2 separate regions of the Sus scrofa genome follow, and region 1 is linked to region 2. The links are chromatin contacts, called in public Hi-C maps. All regions are on one chromosome and are shown on one strand. The core of a region is the stretch at or near the end of the contact, and the rest is flanking DNA. Distances in the headings are between cores, read along the strand shown. Region 1 holds the start of C1GALT1 (glycoprotein-N-acetylgalactosamine 3-beta-galactosyltransferase 1). Region 2 overlaps LOC102161092 (a long non-coding RNA gene).

Region 1 (2,711 bases), core at 81-2,580, 61 kb before region 2:
TCCTGGCACAGAGGTAGAGCTATCTATGTTAAACGCCCAACTTTTAGTAAATGAAGATATTTCTGTCACAACGGCCTAATTACTCACTCTGATGCACTAAAGTTCTAACTTTATAACTAACTTTTAAAAGCACGATGAAATCAATTCACGGTTAGGATTCTAGGTTTCACTCCGAAAGGCTTTAAAAATAACCACAAAGAATTAAGAGAACTAGATTATAAACCTAGTCAACTTCTCCAAAGCGTAAGCTGTTTTGTCATTTAAAAAAATAAAGGGAGAAGGTAAGAGCTGGGGAAGAATAACCACTCCTAAATTTCGCTCTTTTTTGAATATACAATTTATTTTAATTTAGAGTTATAAGGTCCTTTTGTCAGCACCTACTAATCTCAGCACACCTTGTAGGAGAATGGAGAGTGGAAGGAAAAAACTCCTTTGCTCGTCCGTCCTCCACGCATCAAGTACCTAAACACACACCTGCCTGGTTCATTCCGCCAGAGGCAGGGAAATTTAAAAGACCCAGTCAGCCACAGACAAACCTGATGATCCAAGAGAGCCCCGAGGAAGTCCCCCGGCACCTGCGGAAGGCGCCGGCTCGCTGGGCGCTGGGGCGGTGAGGCTGCCCGGCGGCTTTCACGGAAGGTGCCCACACCTGAGTGCCCGCCGGTCCGCGGGGGCGGGGCGGGACCCGCGGGGCAGGACCGCTAAATGGTCCAGCCGCGCGATCCTCCAGCGCAGTCGGCGCCTCACCGTCGCCACCCGACGGCAGGCAGCGCGCGAGGAAACGAGGCGAGCGAGAGGGCAAAAAGGAAGAATCCACGACCCAGAGGAGGCTACTTGTCAACAAAATAGCGGCCCGGAGGGCAGGCGGCCCCAATGGCAGTTCGCAGAGGCGCGGGGAGCAGGAAGTGCCCCGTGCCTCCCTCCGGAGCCCGCACTTGCCCAGCCCCGGCGGCGACTCCGAGACACCTGTTTGGTGGCGCTGGGGGCTGGGTTCACCCTCCACGCTCCCCCCACACGCACACTCCGAGAGGGGGAGGGCGAGGGGAACAGAGACCTTGGACCCGCAGCCTAAGGGCGCCTCCGCCAGCCGTACCTGACATCAGCCTCCTCTCCCTCTCGCCCCTCCTGGGGGGCAGAGAGGGGGACGCCACGAGACCGGCGACCTTCGCTCTTCTCGGCAGCCGCAGAAGTGGCTCGTGGCTGCTAGCTGGGGCCGCCCGCTGCCGCCCAGATTATTCCCCGGCGGCGGCGGCGGCAGCGGCGGCGGCCGAGGCGGGCCCAGCGCTCGCTCCCGCCCGCTCGCTCCGCCCCTCCCCGCAGCGCGTCCAGGCCGCGGCCCGCCGACGGCGCAGCCGCCACCCAGGGGTCTCCGAGCTCTGACGTCGCCGCTGCCGCACCAGCCCCAGGGAAGGGCGGAGCGAGGGGGCAGGGAGAGGCGGGGCTACGGCGACGTGCTGGCGTGGGGATAGGCCACCGAGCGCACGCCCCGCCCTGTGCGAAGGGGTCTGGGAAGTCGGGTTTTCTGCGAGCAATAGTCGCAGCCCTCTATCCGCTCCTTACGGGTGGCCTCAGCCTTCCTCGTTCTGCTATAGGGTCTTGCAGTGGCTTCCGGACCTTTGAAAGAATTAAAGCAGCAGGAACTGAGGCTGCGGATACCTGAGGGACCTTTGTCTGAGGGGCAGGCTCTTACCCTGCAGGAGTCTTAGGGCCTCTAGCCTGCTCTTAACCCTTTCTTTTTACTGCTTTTATCCCTTCTCCCGACTGTCCTTAGTCTGTATCTCTGGCCTTATTAAAAGGAAGTACAACAAGATGAGGTATACAAACGGGTGTTGGATAACCAGGTATGTGAACTAGGAAGGGCTGAAAACCAACTTAGTGATACTACGAAGCCTGCATACATACACACGTGGTCTTTAGTTCCGTCATTACTTCAGTGCTATCAGGCAGTGGCTGGAATTCTTGGGAGCTTTACCAGCAACCCCCGCTCCCCACCCCCCGTCACTTTTTAGTTTGTAAAGGGATTTTGTATCGGAAAACTGTTTTGGGTTTAGAGGGAGGAGCCCTGGAGCGATTGAGGCTGCCCCACAGCAATCAGCAGGTGGGGGTAATGTCTGGGTTTAATTGGTGTTAATCATCATCTACAAGGCCTGGCTTGAGGGTGAGAAAGCAAACTTGCTTCCTTTAATGCCCTTCTCAGTAGTTCTTTACTGCCTAGGGGCTGTGGCCTCAATCTTGAACCCTCCACCTATTAGCTCGGTAAACTTGGCAAGTTACTTAATGTGCTTGGGAGAAATAATAACAACATTTAGTAAGGTATGGTTGTTTTCCCCTCCTTTAATTTGTTCAGATTCAGCTTTAGTGCAGTTTACCGGGATGTGCCACTATAAGATCCCAAAGAATCTTCCAAAAGAATTTTAAAACATCTAGTGATTCTTACCCATACCTCTCATTTTTCAGATGAGAAAGCTGAGGTCAGAAAAATAAACTGAAAAGCCTGATCTAGAAGAGAAGTGCAAGTATCTGACGTCCAGGTTAGTGCTGTTTCTCTGGCTCATGCCTCCAGACTTCTCTCTTATATCCTTACCTCCACCCTCTTTTCTCTTCCTCAACTTGTAATTATCGCCCAGCCTCCCATATTCCCTTCTACAGCCACTATGTAGCAGGAAAAGAGACCCTTCAGAGGTCAGAGTGTTCCAAATGGAAAGCAAAAC
Region 2 (2,836 bases), core at 85-2,584:
AGGTCAGGGATTGAACACGCATCCTCATGGATCCTAGCTGGGTTTGTTAACCACTGAGGCATGAAGGGAACTTCTAATTTTTCTTTTGTTTGTGTCGATACGAGGTGATGGATGTTCACCAAACTTGTAATTATTTCACGATATATGTAAGTCAAATTATTATGCTGTTTGGTTTCAATTTGTACAGTACTGTATGTCGATTACATTTCAATGAAACTAAGGAGAAAAAAAGATGTATTATATAAAATTCTTTGTATTACATATTAAAAAAAGAGTGGATCTGTTTGGATGATGGATCTCTGAATCATTTTCCAACTTTGTCATAGTTGTCAGAATTTTCTTTTATGAACATAAACTTTGTTAAAGTGGAAAAAATGTTTGAGAATTATATGAAACATATTTGTTTTAGCTGTAGCAATCAGTTAGCTAGCTAACAAACAGATCTCTAACTAGTCTGGAGGAAAACAGCAATGGCATGGGATCATTATGGATCCACCCAAGGCAAGCTTCTGCAGTTGCCAAAATAAACTGCTTATTCACAGGAGATGGGCAGTGCTTATTTTGGAATATTGCTCTTAATTGCTGACTTCTGCAACTCAAAAAATTTTACTGTCATTTCCCAACTTTGCTCTAACATATTTTCATCTTGAAACTTGGCACAAATGTAATTTTCTTTTCATAATTGAAATGATTCAATTCAGCTACATTTATTTATTGGACAGCTGAAGGTTACACAACTCTAAATCTTTTTTTTTTTTTTTTTCTTTTTGGAAGCAATGTAGAAGGGAATTAAAAACCATGGTCCCTGTGTATTTAGGAACTCACTTGGAAAGACTATTGTGAAATTCTTTGATAACTCTTTCAAAATTAGGATTTAAGTGTGCTAAATAATTTTATTCTGATTGAATATACTTATAACTATAAATATACATATACATACATGTTATTTATATTCATATGTATAAATATAAATTATACATATTCCCCAAACCCATGGTATATCTCATCCACTTGATATAAAAACAGGAATAAACTCTAGCCTTAAAGATCAAGATCCATTGGAGAAATAGTATGAAAGTAAGATGATTTCACAGTAACAAATGTTGAAGCACATCGAAGGTCTGGAGAAAGATGAAAAAGGACAAAGGGGAGCAGAGAAAGCATTAGGTTTCCTTAGTTGTTGGCATGAGCTCTTATAGGAGAGCTTACAATGGAAAATTCATGCCTGACCTTTGACTCCGTTTTTTTTTTTTTTGGCTGCCTTGAAATATGGAGTTCTGGGGCCAGGGTCAGATCTGAGCCACAGTTGTGACCTTTGCCACCACTGCACTGTTGCAGGATCCTTTTAACCCTCTGTGCTGGGCTGGGGATATAACCTTAACCTGCCTCCTGGCCCTGCAGAGACACCAGCGATCCCATCGCACCACAGCAGGAACTCCATGTTTACTGTCTGTCATATGTTTACTTGCTATCTTATTTACTGAAGTGTCTTTTTAGATCTTTTGCTCCCCCCTCTTTTTTCCTTTCTAGGGCCACACCTGAGACATATGGAAATTCCCAGACTAGAGGTTGAATCAGAGCTGCAGCTGCCAGCCTACACCACAGATAGAGCAATGCCGGATTGGAGCTGCATCTGTGAACAATGCTGCAGCTCACTGCAACGCTGGATCCTTAACCCACTGAGCAAGGCCAGGGATTGAACTGGCATCCTCAGAGACACTATGTCGTGTTCTTAACCTGCTGAGCTGCAATGGGAACTCTGTGACCCTTGACTCTTGAAACTGCAAAACTGAATTTTCCCAGAAGAAATTTTTACTCTAGTGGTGGAAGATTAAAAACAGTCAAGGATTAGTAAAGACTCAACATTATACCAGATGATTTTTTTAAAAAAACCCTATAATTCTCTGACATTTTAATTTGTGTATTGATTGATAAAGATGTTCATTTTTATGTATAGTGTAGTGGAAAAATATTGCCTGCCATATGGGTAAACAAAGGATGTGACAGACATCAAGCCAGCAGCCACCCCCAACTCTGCATCCTGAGGGAATTCAGGATGGAAAAAAAACAGGAAACAACTCCTAGATAGTCAAGGTGCATATCAAAGGAATGATTTCATTGAGCGAGGACTCTTACATTTCCCATATGTAAAAAAGCGCTAAATTCCTTAACTTGAGATATCTGGTTTCTTTTAATGGTAAACTTTCTATGTTCTGGATACCTGGCTTTTGTTGCAAAACTCCTATATATCTTGGCTGCTCCCTTATTTGTCTGGAGAAGGCCCTCAGAGCTATCTGAGAAGCTGTCTTCTGGCCTGAAGTCCTGAGTTTTTTTTGGCCAAATAAAACATAATTCTCAACGTTTAGGTTGTGCTTTTTTTTTTTTTTTTCAGTCGACAATAGCTTTGTTAATAATTCTTTGCATTTTTAAAAAACAGAAACCAAGATATTAAAATTAATGATTTTTATTTTTTTAGTTGCAAGAAAAAGATACCCGCTCACACTAGCATAGTTATTAGCAAGGAAGATTTATTTAGTGTTAGAGATATTTCACAGAATCCTGTGCACCTGGGTCTCACACAAACTAGAAAGCTGTTCAGAACTGAGGTAATCTCAGCTTCTTTTTGTTTGTTTTTTCTCCAGGGCCACAACCGCAGCATATGGAGGTTCCCAGGCTAGGGGTCTAATCAGAGCTGTTGCTGCTGGCCTACTCCAGAGCCACAGCAATGCCAGATCTAAGCCGCGTCTGCAACCTACACCACAGCTCACGGCAACGCCGGATCCTTAACCCACTGAGTAAGGCCAGGGATCAAACCTACAACCTCACGGTTCCTAGT

The links. A called contact is a pair of places that touch in the nucleus more often than the background predicts.
Region 1: a Hi-C map of liver shows a contact between it and region 2, with 5 times the contacts expected there. The contact joins the promoter of C1GALT1 here to the enhancer-like site in region 2. A contact is called at or near these places in 1 of 5 promoter capture datasets (liver) and 5 of 47 Hi-C or Micro-C datasets (heart right ventricle, liver and skeletal muscle).

What each region holds. Positions count from the first base shown.
Region 1 is chr9:77,507,961-77,510,671 of Sscrofa11.1, reverse strand. C1GALT1 (glycoprotein-N-acetylgalactosamine 3-beta-galactosyltransferase 1) reads right to left here and starts at 1,330. Exons shown (of 5, transcript XM_021063389.1): 1 at 1,094-1,330. LOC102161092 (a long non-coding RNA gene) reads left to right here and starts at 1,428. Exons shown (of 6, transcript XR_002335827.1): 1 at 1,428-1,841; 2 at 2,458-2,531.
Region 2 is chr9:77,446,974-77,449,809 of Sscrofa11.1, reverse strand. The region is part of intron 3 of LOC102161092 (a long non-coding RNA gene); the gene reads left to right. Among named protein-coding and RNA genes, the nearest start is that of C1GALT1, 61 kb to the left of the region's middle. Within about 2 kb of position 1,334, at least 6 of the 83 cell types and tissues checked have an H3K27ac peak or open chromatin away from gene starts, as enhancers often do. A contact at or near this core is called in liver, where this site is marked.